Regions from separate parts of the Mus musculus genome. Here region 1 is linked to region 2. A link is a contact called in public HiChIP or PLAC-seq data. All regions are on one chromosome and are shown on one strand. Each heading gives the region's core, a stretch centred on a gene start, on an enhancer-like site or on the middle of the called end of the contact. The rest is flanking DNA. Distances are from core to core; before and after follow the strand shown.

Region 1 (6,178 bases), core at 2,435-4,934, 110 kb after region 2:
TTCTCAGTGCACTGGCACCACTGGCCACCGCCATGTTGATGCCAACAAGAGTCCCCTCCCCAAAGACTGCACAGACCGGCCAAGCCACCTTGGGCTTCCCTTTCTGAGTGAGTTAAACGCATTTTGTGATGAAGAACTCGTCCTGCTGTGATAGAGCAAGGATGACGACACTATGAAACACCAGGCGTCTAAGCCGGCAGGTTCCTCTGACTGCAGAAGTGACAGACCACAGCCCTCGGTGGGTATCCTTGCCCTAGGGATGCGGACTTGCCTGAAGATGATTTTTCCTGACACACGTCACTCTGCCTTCCCCTCAAGACGAGTCACCTGGAACTGTAGATTCCCCTGTTGTCAAACAATTCCCAACTCAAAAGCAGAACTCTGTGGAAGACTAATTCTGACAGTTTGCCCTTAGGGTGGGGGTGGGGGTGGGATGAGAAAAGGGGTGGAGAGGAGTGTTTTTCACACCCATCAGCAATTCTCACTTCTTTAAAAATAAAATGCCTTAAAGTGACCAGAAGCCAAAAGAAGAGGGAAAAAAAAATGACACACATGTCCAGGTGGTAAGCACCTAAGACAAGACACAAGGAAACACAATGACCTCCTGTCCCGGGACCTCAGTAGTGAAATGCCCAGAGAAAGTGAATCCGGGACAGAAACAACAGGGGTGGGGGAAGGGGGGCATCAAGGCTGCCTGGGCACGGGAACTTCAGAGTGCCAGCCTGGTCTACAGAATGAGTTCCAGGACAACCAGGACTACACAGAGAAACCCTCTCTCGAAAAGAGAGAGAGAGAGAGAGAGAGAGAGAGAGAGAGAAGGGAGGGAGGGAGGGAGGGAGGGAGGGAGAGAGAGAGAAGGCTGTGATGATGTTGAGAATAGGTAATGAGAACCCTGAGCTGTTGTGAACATGTAATGCCAAGTCCCACTCTGTCAAGTGGCCACTTTGTGCAGGGTGAACTTTGTAAATGGTTCTGTGTTATATGAAAGCAATTTTCCCCACAGATATCCTCCAAGTTCCAAGACACATGTCGCCTGCATCATGTGCCAGTTAAGTGTGATGGAGGTTATGGTAGGCCTAAGAACTCCTGATCAGTCCTGCAAGCTGTGTGTGTCTGTGTGACTGTGTGTGTGTGTGTGTGTGTGTGTGTGTGTGTGTGTGTGTGTGTGTGTGTATGTGGTGTAGTCACATGAGTATACTTGTTCTTGTGTGTGCTTATTCCCCTGTGTGCTTTGTGCTTGTGTGCATCTGTGTTTGTAAGTGTGGAGGCCAGGGACAAGGAGTCCTCCGGTGCCATTCATCTGGATGTTTGACACAAGGGCTACGAATGACTTAGAACTCACCAAATAAGTTAAACAGCCAGCTCCAGGGATACCCTTGTCTCCTGCCCAGCACTGGGATCAGAAGCACCAGGCTCAGCTTGCATGGCGATCGAGCGTTTTCCTGGCTCAGCTGCCGCCCCAGCTTCAGCCACCCATCATCCCTTGAGGCCGGTTGGTCAGCCGGTCATTCCCTCAGTCAGCCAGCCATCAGCATCCGAAGCCTCTGTCTGTGGGAACCTTCCCAGCCTCAGGAAACCTGCGATGGTTGGACTGAAGATAAAAATAAATCCACAGAACATGGGGCCAGAGACGCCAGACACGGAAAAGAACGAACTGTCTGCTTCCATTTATATCAAGTGCGGAGACAGCATCGACCTGCCGGAGTCAGGCTGGGGTCTCTGCAGGGTGGCAGCCGGGAGGGGTTCAGAGAGAGGGCACTTCAGGTCACATTCTATTCTTAATCAAGACCCTGGGGACCCAGCTGTGTGTCGCTTACAAAAATTCGCCAGGCTGCACATTTGGGACAGTGGGCTGGGCTGTTCTCTCGGGTTCAGGGGTTTTTCGGAGAAATATTAAATGTGTGCGTCTACTGGCTGTGTTTGGTTTCCTGCTAGATGTTTGAATTGGGAGCTCAGGCCCAGACTCAGGTTGTGAGATGTCCACAAGGTGAGTCTGTGGTCCAGACCTCCCTGCACAGGACGTCTCTCCGCACTAGGCTTGAAGTGAACCTTCTGGGGTCCACAAGCACATACCCCTTCTTCATGGGTAATATTAGCTTGATTTCTTGCTGTGATAAAACACTATGACCAAAAGCAACTTGGGAGGAAAGGATTATTTGGCTCACAGGTTACAGTCCATCAGGGAAAGCAAGAGAAGAACCTGGGGCAGGGACCTGGGGCCAGACACTCAAAGCAGAGGCCACAGAGGGGTGCTTGCTCCTCGTGCCTTACACTGCCTGCTTTTTTATACATCCTAGGACCACCTACCCAGGGAAGACACCCCCACAGGGAACTGGGCCTTCTGCATCAGTCATTAATTAATCAATCAAGAAAATGCCCACAGGCTTGCCTCCAGGCAGATTATGGAGGCATTTTCTCAGTCGAGGTTCCTTCATCTCACATGGCCCTAGCTTGTGTCACATGGACAAAGCTAACCATCCCTGGGAAATTTCATTCATAGGAATATGGTTGTAAACATCCCAAATAAAGATATCCCCTTAAACAGCAGCACACTTGAAGAGGACTGACTTTTTGGTGTTCTGGAAAGAATTCCCAGTCGCCCCCAGGGTGTCCCTGAGTCCTTGGAGAAGCCACTGTCCCCACCACCCACCATCTTCCCCTCTGCGGCAGCTCTTCTGGGGACTTGGGGACCTGCCTACCCTTCCAGAACACCCTGCCATACCAGCTCTGGGGTGGGGGTGGGGGGTGGGGTCAGCTGCAAGCAGCACAGCTCTACCTCCCCTGGGGGGGGGGGGAGATGGGGGATGAGGAGAGAGAGAAGTGGGGGGAGATGAGGAGAAAGATGGACAGGGGTGGAGATGTTCAACCAAACCACAAGTGCTGGGCATAGGTAAGGGGGGAAGAGGAGGGAAGGAGCCAAGGGAAAGGAGGAGCCAAAGGGGGCAGGATGCAAGGACCCATGGGTATGAAGAGGCAAGAGGGAAGGAGAGGGAAGGGTTTCCAGCCCAGAGAATGAGTATGGGAAAACCTGAGCACAGGGAAATGGACCCCAGGGCCAGACTCTGTGGGTAAGCTGTCATGGTGGGCATAGGTCCTCTCTGTTCCTCCTGTAGAGAACCACACCCAGCAAAGACTATGGCATCAAGACCTTCCTCCTTCCATCAACGGCGTCTGCCAAAGGGATCCTGACCTCTCTGCCCACTGGCATCTCTGTTGTATCTAGCATTCATCCAAAACTACCCCAGTTGGTGTTTAATTCCATCCCTGGACAATGGTGGTGGTCACTAACCGGGGGCTGGCCTGGGTTTGTGTATCCCTTCCACTTACTCAGATGAGGCTGGGTTCGAGGGAGCCAGGCTGGGCTGGGGCACTGGGACCAGGTACTAGGGTCTCATAGAGTTACTTCAGTCACTGCAGTGGGCCAGTGCTCCTGGAGACTCAGTCTCCCTCAAAGGGCATCTGAGAGACATATGAAGGTCCCTGTCCTGTCCTTGACCTCCAGCCCTAAAGGTTGCAGCCCCTGCTGGTAGCTCTGGGCTTTAGTTTCTTTAAAGACGAGGTTCTGTGGCTCTCTGCAGAAGGCACTATGAGTAACTGCTGAGATGGCTGACAGGGCAGGGCTCTTATCAGGTGACAGCTTGTGATCCTTGGAGACCACAGAGCCATCCCAGCAACCCTCCTGCAGGAAGGCACACAGCCTGATCTCACCATAGGCCTCTGATGTCCTGCCGCTGCCACCGCCGCCCTCTACACACTCCCCCAAGGGCCCAGAGGGCCCTTTCCTCAGCACAGCTGGGGAGACAGGACTTGCACCTGGCTCCTCCCCAGAGTCTCAGGATTTCCACAAGGCCAAGCTTCCAGGAATCTGGATGTGCACCCTGGCCAGTCACTATCAAAGACAGACAGACAGAGCCAGCATTGACTGCACACTTGCTGTGCACCATGCACACTTGCTGTGTACCATGCACACTTGCAGTGTACCATGAGCACTTGCTGTGTACCATGCACACTTGCTGTATACCATGAGCACTTTCTGTGTACCATGCACACTTGCAGTGTACCATGCACACTTGCAGTGTACCATGCACACTTGCTGTGTACCATGTACACTTGCTGTACACCATGCACACTTGCTGTACACCATGCACACTTGCTGTGTACCATGCACACTTTCTGTGTACCATGAGCACTTGCTGTGTACCATGCACACTTGCTGTAAACCATGCACACTTGCTGTGTACCATGCACACTTGCAGTATACCATGCACACTTGCTGTGCACCATGCACACTTGCTGTGCACCATGCACACTTGCTGTGCACCATGCATACTTGCTGTGTACCATGAACACTTGCTGTGCACCATGCACACTTGCTGTAAACCATGCACACCTGCTGTGTACCAGCTATTGCTCAAGAAATTCTGGGTTTATTCCACATTTCAAATGGCAGGGAGGGACTCTGGAGTCTGAGTTTAAGCATCAGGACATCAGGGCACATCGAGGCACAGGAGACCACAGTGAAGCTCCAGCAGGCTGAGCCTGTGGCAAACCCATGTGTGACAAATTTCTGCGGGGTTCGATCTATACAGATGGCCTTGGGGGCAGAAGCCAAAGAGTGCCTTTGAAGCAGCAGGGCCTTGGCAACCAGGGCTCAGCCCCTCAGGGCTTTGCCAAGGAGCAAAGGGTTCTGCTGCTCTGGAGAGGAAGCAAGGCCAGGCATCAGAGCCACCAAATCCTCGGACCCTACCCCAACCTGGTGCCAGTTCTCTTACTGTCTCAGTCATAGTTTTCCCAAAAATACTTCTTGGAAGAAAATAGTTGAAACTTTGTTTTCTACTCTGACCATTCCACAAAACCCTGATGAAGGAGTCTAGCGAGAAAGAAAGACAGTGTGCACACACACAGGTGCACACATATGTACTCATTCACACATGCGTATGCACAGGCACACTGGTACATACACACACACATACATACAGGCACACATTCATACACTAATAGGTCACTGGATACCACAGGCACACATGCACACACTCACTCACACACACATACACACTCACACACATGCCCACACACTCATACACACTCACACACATACATACTCACACACTCACACACACATACACACACACATACACACACACACACATACACACACTCACACAGGCCACTGGTTATCATCTCCACAAGTGAGTAGACATGCGAGCGTTTTCTGAGGACACACTTCCTCAGGGGGTGTCAGATCTCAGCTTGGATCCTGCTGCATCCACTTTCCACAGTCAGGGACAGCAGGGGCCTGACATTTTTCACAGAGGTAGCAACTCCATCTGATGTCTCTGAACTGCACCTCGACAAATAGCAGTCACTTCTGAATCTACTTCTCCGAAAGGTCACCAGCCAGACACCCACAGAAAAGCCAGCCGTCACTGTCACTGTCCCCGTTCCCCCTCTCCATGTCCTCCACATTGTGTCCCTCCTCCCTCAGTCTGCCTTGTAGAACTGCACAAAGGGAGAAAGGTACCAGAGAGGAAGCCCACCTGCCGGGCTTGTTACCTGCCTGGCTGCCAGCATTCCCTATTCTTCTGTTCACCAATAAGAGGCAGTCCCATCACGCACGCAGGGCCTGGCTCACATACACAGACTTGCTTCAAAGCTGTGAGGCCCATGTCTGCCCTGAACCTGAAGCCAAAACTCAACAACCACATGCTGTCCCCATGTCCTGCAGAGGGAGGCTCTTGAAGAAAGCACAGAAAACTCGGCCTCTCCCAAGTTCCCCCACGCACCCTCAGCCTGCAAGGGAGATCTCAGAACCACACTCACAAGCTCACCACCTTGGCCTGCTAAGCGCTGGCCTCTACTGTGATGGGGCTAGGGCCATCTCCACCTGCAAGGAAGGAGGAGGACTAGACCTCCAGTCTGCCAGGAAGGGAAAGGCCCTGGACACAGATGGGACAGTCAGCTCAAAGACCCCCAACGTATCTCCCTGTGCTACAAGAGGCGGGGCCCTGTCCATGAGTTCCAGTCCTTCAGCCGACTGACAGATCCTCAGTCCACAACTGAGAGCTCAGGTCATCCCACCCCCAGGAAGGACGCCTGTGTAAGGGAAGCCAGGCCTGTGCCCACCCATCCAATCACTCCTCCTAGTACTCTTGCCACTGTCCCAGAGCAAGATGAAAGC
Region 2 (6,167 bases), core at 1,364-3,863:
ATCTATCAATCATCTATCTCTAATTACCTATGTATTATCTCTATCTATGTATCTATGTATCTATCTGTGTATCTATGTATCTATCTATGTATCTATGTATCTACCTATGTATCTATGTATCTATGTATCTATCTATCTATCTATCTATCTATCTATCTATCTATCTATCCATGGATCATTTAGATTTGTCTGTCTGTCCATCTATTTCTCTTTTTCCCCCCAGACAGAGTTTCTCTCTGTAGCTCCAACTGTCCTGGAATTCAGTGTATAGACCAGGCTGGCCTTGAACTCAGAGATCCGAGTGCCTCTGCCTCCCGAGTGCTGGGATTAAAGGTGTGTGCCGCCCTGCCTACTGGGAGTGAGACTGGCTACTGATGATTGCTGTGTGTGCTTACCTCACCACTGACACTAGCAACTTGAGGCAGGGAGGGTTCCTTTTGGCTCGGCTTGAAGTACAGTCCATCCTGGCCAGAGGTCTCAGCAGCAGGATCGTGAGGTGACAGTCACGTGCATCTGCAGTTAGGAACACACACACAAAGAGAGAGACAAATGCTGGTGCTCAGCTCATTGTTTTCCTTTGTGTGAAGCCCGAGACGTGTTTCCTTATTCCACCTCTGCACAGATGCTGCGTGACTGTGCGGCTGTGTGACTCTGTGAAACGGACCCTCAGAGCTGCCTCTGTTTCCTCTGACATGGAATGCAGATTTCCCAGCAGCATCTGCGTGTGCAGGTGAGGGTTAACTAGACTGAGACACTCAGAACAGAACCTGACATATACTGTGTGCTTATTAAATGCCAGCCTCTATTATTAATAACGATATTAATGTAACTAGTCCAAAGCACTAGCAGGTGGTATCAGCACCTACCACATGAAAGCCAGTGTCTGCCTGTGCTCCTGGAGGGATGGACCGCTCACGACCTCTCAGGAAGTTCAATGTCAGAAACTGAGATGCTGCAGCTCTGCTCTGAGGTCCTGGCTTCCCACCCTAAGCAACCCCACAGCTGACCCAGCCTGACCAAGCCTGACCCAGCACAGAGGGCCAAAATTCCTGCCACATGGTCTCTGCACTCAAACCTCGTAGGAGGGTGAGCCGCACAGGTCTCATCTGGCTCAGTGATTCAGCTACAGTCACCCAGCCCAGGGGCAGCAAACAACGACTTCAGGCAGCTGCTGCACCCTGAGGGTCTGGCAAGTCCCTGACAGCTATTTCTAACTCCCAAGTGCGTCCCCCTTTGATGACAGCTACTTCTGGACACAGAGACAGAACATGGGTGAAGCCTGAGACCACCCTTCCTTTCCTCTGAGGCTGGGAACAGCCGCTTCTCCCAGAGGACTCAGAGGTCAGAGCAGCCTGAGAAGCAGGCCATGGGTTCGAATGTTTCTCTGGTAGCCATGGCCTGGAGCTGAGGCTGCAGCTCAGCAGATGTTTCAGACAGCTGCAGTTGCTTCTAACACACCAGAGGCCCCCAGCCAGGAGGACCGGTGGAGAATGGATCTGCCTCTGCCATTGATCAGTACCTGAATAATACATCAAGGGCCTCTGACTTTAGCACAAAAGCCTGGCAGGTCGGTCTCTGCAACCAAACTCCCTTGGGACCAGCCATGCCAGTGGCTATACCACTGGGCAGATTCTCAAATCAAGAGATGAATGGCAATTATATCTTCAGCCCCTGTGCCCTGTGCCCTGGGGTTAGGCCCTCACCCCTACCAATGGCTGTCTCCTGGGAAGACAAGCTGCCCCTGCCCCTTGAGGTCAGTCACTAACAGCGCCATGATCTCTCTCACTTCGCCTTTTCCAGAGCATCGTGCTGTTAGAATCATGCACAGAGCTTTTCCAGGCTGGGCTTCTCAACTTTTTTTTTTCTTTTTTTAAACATACATAAGTTTTTTTTAAAGGGGGAAACTTTGTGTCACCCTCACAGGTGGGATCTCAGATTTCCCTGCTAAAACTACGAGGAAGTCACATGGATATCAGCAAGAATGGAGAATTCTCGATTCAGCAAAAGTCATGACAAAACTAGCAAAGATGCCCAAATTGACTTTTCTCAGGCTTCTGGAAATCCAGCACAGATCTGCAAAATTCCAGGGAGAGAGTGACTGTGGAGCGCCTGGCAGCATTTTAACCGGATGCATTTCCATAGCTTTCTCATCACCCAGCCTAGAGTCAGCAGCCGGGCCTCTCCCTGAGGGGACAGTGCCTCATCACCAGGAAACTGTAGTTACTCTGTCCTGGAGTGACTCTACTTGCAAGGTTGCCTTCATTTGACCTAATGTGGAAGATTTTGTTTTGTTTTTTTGTTTTGTTTTGTTTTGTTTTGAAACGGTAAGACGTTACGGATTCACCCGCTGGATTCCGGTGAACCACATTTTGAACAAACTATGAGCTAACCAAAAAGCCTAGGAGAAAGCCCAGGAAGAGAAGCTCCATGAAGCAGGCGGAGAGCAGGGGAAGACAGCAGCCACCAAACTGTTCATGGAGACACTTCAAATTCCAGCAGGTTCCTCATGGCTGTGTGCTGACAGAGGGTGCATGCTCAGAAGAGACCCAAGAAGGCCCTGGGCTCTCACTTCTTCCTCTCCACAAAAATGTAAACAGCAGGAAGTGACAACTGAGAGAGAGCCAACCACTTCCTGGTAAAGTACTAAAGGTGCATTTAACATAGACAGACACCCTGTCTCTGGAGGGGAGGGGTAATTCCAGGCATTTCAGCTCACTGCCCCATCATCGACTTGTAAGCAGCAGTATTGCAGGATCCAATGAGAAAAGCATACTACAAGATGTCAATAGACTCGAGGGTAAGAAAAGCTGGGGTGGGGGTTCCCTCACCACACAAGAAAACTCCTGGAGGCTGGAGAAATGGCTCAGTACAGAGAGCTTGCTGCGCTTGCAGAGAATCTGGGTTTAGTCCCTAACATCTGCATGGTGGCTCCCAACCCCTGGAACAGAGTTCCCGGATGCCTGATACTGTCTGGCCCCCACAGGTTCCTGTGCACCCTTGGTGTACATAAGCAAATGCAGGCTCACATGCATGCACATAAAAAATAATCACAGATAAGTATTAAGAAAAAAAAGATAACACCTGGCAAAATTGGCATGTTTTCATGATAATAGTACGGAGCAAACAGGAGTGGAACCAGTTGCATGATCCTCTCTGTAGACGCAGCAAGCTCCCCGTAGCATCCACACGCTCTCTCGGTAAGACCACTCAGCAAGCTACAGCTAGAGTAGAACCTGCCCACATGGGTCAGAGGTACCTGTGAAATTCTCTCAGCTGAAATCCTACTTAATGACAGGAGACAGTTGGTTCTCCTCTCCCAGCAGGTACAAAGCAGAAGTGTCTAGTCGCTTTTCCTATTGTACTGGACATTCAAAGCCCGAAGCTGGGTCACTCACTGAGTACCAGGGCTGTTCTCCAGAGACTATCACTTGGAATCAATCACAGAACAATCTGAGCCAGGGACTGCGCATCCTTAATTCTACAGCCCGAGACAGTGGGGGACTCACCAAGAGCACCTGTGGGGCCTGGAGAGATGAGCGCAAGTCACTCTTGTAGAGGGAGGACCTGGGTTCAATTCTCAGCACCCACGTGTCAGCTTATAACTCCCTGCAACTCCAGTTCTTGGGGATCTAACACCCTCTTCTGGCCTCTGTGAGCACCAGACATACACATGGGACATTTACATATGTGCAGGCAACCGCTGATATGCATAACTAATTCATAAATCTTTTATTAAAAGGAGTCCCTGCTGGTCAGAGACCTACAGGCAGAGGCAGACTGGTGACCCTTTCTCTGTGCCTAAGCCTAGTGCTGGATGCTCCTACCAGTGATGTCACTGGATGCTCACATCAGTGATGTCACTGGATGCTCCTATCAGTGATGTCACTGGATGCTCCTATCAGTGATGTCACTGGATGCTCCTGTCAGTGATGTCACTGGATGCTCCTGCCAGTGATGTCACTGGATGCTCCTATCAGTGATGTCACTGGATGCTCCTATCAGTGATGTCACTGGATGCTCCTACCAGTGATGTCACTGGATGCTCCTGTCAGTGATGTCACTGGATGCTCCTGCCAGTGATGTCACTGGATGCTCCTATCAGTGATGTCACTGGCAGCCAGAGACTCCTCACCATGACCTCAGAGCCTGGGCTGCTTTCTCTGTCAGGCATATCGTCAGCACTGTGCTGTGGTCACCAAGGGTCACCATGCACTTGTTCTGAAAATGGACAAGGAAAGTCAGACACCAACGTTTACATATGAAAACCAGCTGGGTCTGGGGAGACGGTTCAACCCAGAAAGCACTCGCCACGAAGCATGAAGATCTGAGTTTGATCCCAAACGCCTGCATAAGAGTTGGGCAAGGGATCAGCGCACACCTCTACTCCCGGGACTGGGGAGGTAGAGAAGGGGCCCGTGGAGCCCACTGGCCAGTCAGTCTAGTTGATTATGAGTTCTGGGTTCAATGAGAGGCCCTGCCTCAAAAAAATATGGTGGGGAGTGCTTGAGGAATGACACTCAAGGTTGACCTTTGGGAAAGAGCCACCAAGGGACAGGGATAGAGCCTGGGGCCAAGGGAGAAGGGGGGCCACAAGGTCTGAGAAACAGAAGCACAAAGGTTTCTGGTAGGCAGAACTCAGAGCTACATGGTGGCCACCAGGAAACAGCCGAGAGGGAATTTGGCTGTGTGCGTGTACAGGCATACATGTATGTACACCCATGTGCACACAGTGTGCATAGACCCAAGAACATGTAGCCAGATAGGAGCTGACAGGCAAATCCGGGTGATAAGAAGAGCTCCCTGCAGTCTGCCCACGAATGCTTAGGAAATCCAGTTAAATATATTGCCTACATTGTATCAATGAAGAGACTGAGGCATTCCGCCCAGAGAAGCCTAGTAAATGGCAAAGTGGAGACGTGGACCCAGAGCTCACGGGCTGCTGAAGAGCCAAAACTAGCCAGATGGCCACCAGCTCCCTCAGAGACAGACTGGTTCATGTCCCCTTTCTCTGCAGCCTGGGAGAGTCGGCACTGTCACAGAGAGCCACTGTTTCCTCCGTCTGCATCTGGTTTTTCAGACAGGCCAAGTTTCTGGAAGGTTGAGCCTGGAACATTGATCAGCGTCGCTGGCCTGGCTGAGAAGCCTGGGACAAGCCAGACACAGAGGAAAACACACAGCCTCAAGCACGGAGTTGTCTCTCACTCCAGGCACAGGCAGTAGGCGTTTGCTTGTTTGTTTGTTTATGTTTTAAGACAAGGCCTCATTGTAGCCCAGGCTACCTTCTAACTCAAGATGTAGCCAAGGATGACCTTGAAGGTGCCTGCCTTTGAGGGCTGAGCTTACAGGCATCAATCACACTCAGTTTATGCTTGGAACTCTGCCTGTGAGCTCTGAGTCCATGTCTCCACTTTGCCATTTGCTAGCATTCTCTTGGGGTGATCTCAGCCATGCTCACTACCAGTCAAGCCGCTGCCCCAGGTCTGTGTTTATCTTACCCATATCTGCCCATGATTCTCACTTTGCAAAGTAGAGGTGGCTGTTTTCACAGGAACAAGCCGTGGACTGTCTCTCTCAGTGTTCCCCGAGACATAATCAAGTTATACGGGTTGGAAGTAATCATCAAACAGCTAAAGGGTCCCAGGAGAGGGCTGGGCCTACCCCAGGCCCCGAGGTGACCACACAGGCCAGCTGAGGACAGCACCACCCAGTCCCCACTCTGCTTGCACTGCGGGGGTACACAAGAGAGGTTTCATGACGTCTCCAAACCTGGTTTCTCATCCGGAGCACACTGCTGTCCTCACTGAGACAGCTGAAGGGAAAGTCAGATGAGAAGGTGGAGCAGAACCAAGTACTCAGTACCCAGCACCTCCCATATGGCTGCCAATGCCTGGGACAACTGTCATCTCTATAAGGAATGCATCCAAGGATCCTTGTGAAGATGACAATCGTGACTCAGGCCCTCATTTATTAGAACACAACCGCACCTGCCCATTCGCTCCACACCCAGGTTTTCATCACACTGAAAATGTAGCCAGCCTCCTGTGACTGTAACGGAGCTTGCTCAGGTCACAGAGTCTGAACTCTCTGTCCCTTCTTGCAGCAAGGTTTTCTGGCCCTGCGGGAAATGGAAAGACACACTGTTGTGCCCAACTCTGACAGACCACTCC

The links. HiChIP or PLAC-seq counts read pairs in DNA pulled down with a chosen protein or histone mark.
Region 1: an H3K27ac HiChIP or PLAC-seq map of T-cell acute lymphoblastic leukemia shows a contact between it and region 2, with 2.8 times the contacts expected there. The contact joins two enhancer-like sites. A contact is called at or near these places in 1 of 39 promoter capture datasets (embryonic stem cells), 26 of 484 Hi-C or Micro-C datasets (the C2C12 cell line, the HL-1 cell line, cerebellar granule neurons and 9 more), 1 of 115 datasets of contacts at active chromatin or transcription factors (T-cell acute lymphoblastic leukemia) and 1 of 9 other capture datasets (embryonic stem cells).

The regions. Positions count from the first base shown.
Region 1 is chr2:173,538,292-173,544,469 of GRCm38.p6, forward strand. No RefSeq gene overlaps it. Among named protein-coding and RNA genes, the nearest start is that of 1700021F07Rik, 19 kb to the left of the region's middle. Within about 2 kb of position 3,685, at least 12 of the 459 cell types and tissues checked have an H3K27ac peak or open chromatin away from gene starts, as enhancers often do. A contact at or near this core is called in T-cell acute lymphoblastic leukemia, where this site is marked.
Region 2 is chr2:173,434,183-173,440,349 of GRCm38.p6, forward strand. No RefSeq gene overlaps it. Among named protein-coding and RNA genes, the nearest start is that of Gm14642, 43 kb to the left of the region's middle. Within about 2 kb of position 2,614, at least 68 of the 459 cell types and tissues checked have an H3K27ac peak or open chromatin away from gene starts, as enhancers often do. A contact at or near this core is called in T-cell acute lymphoblastic leukemia, where this site is marked.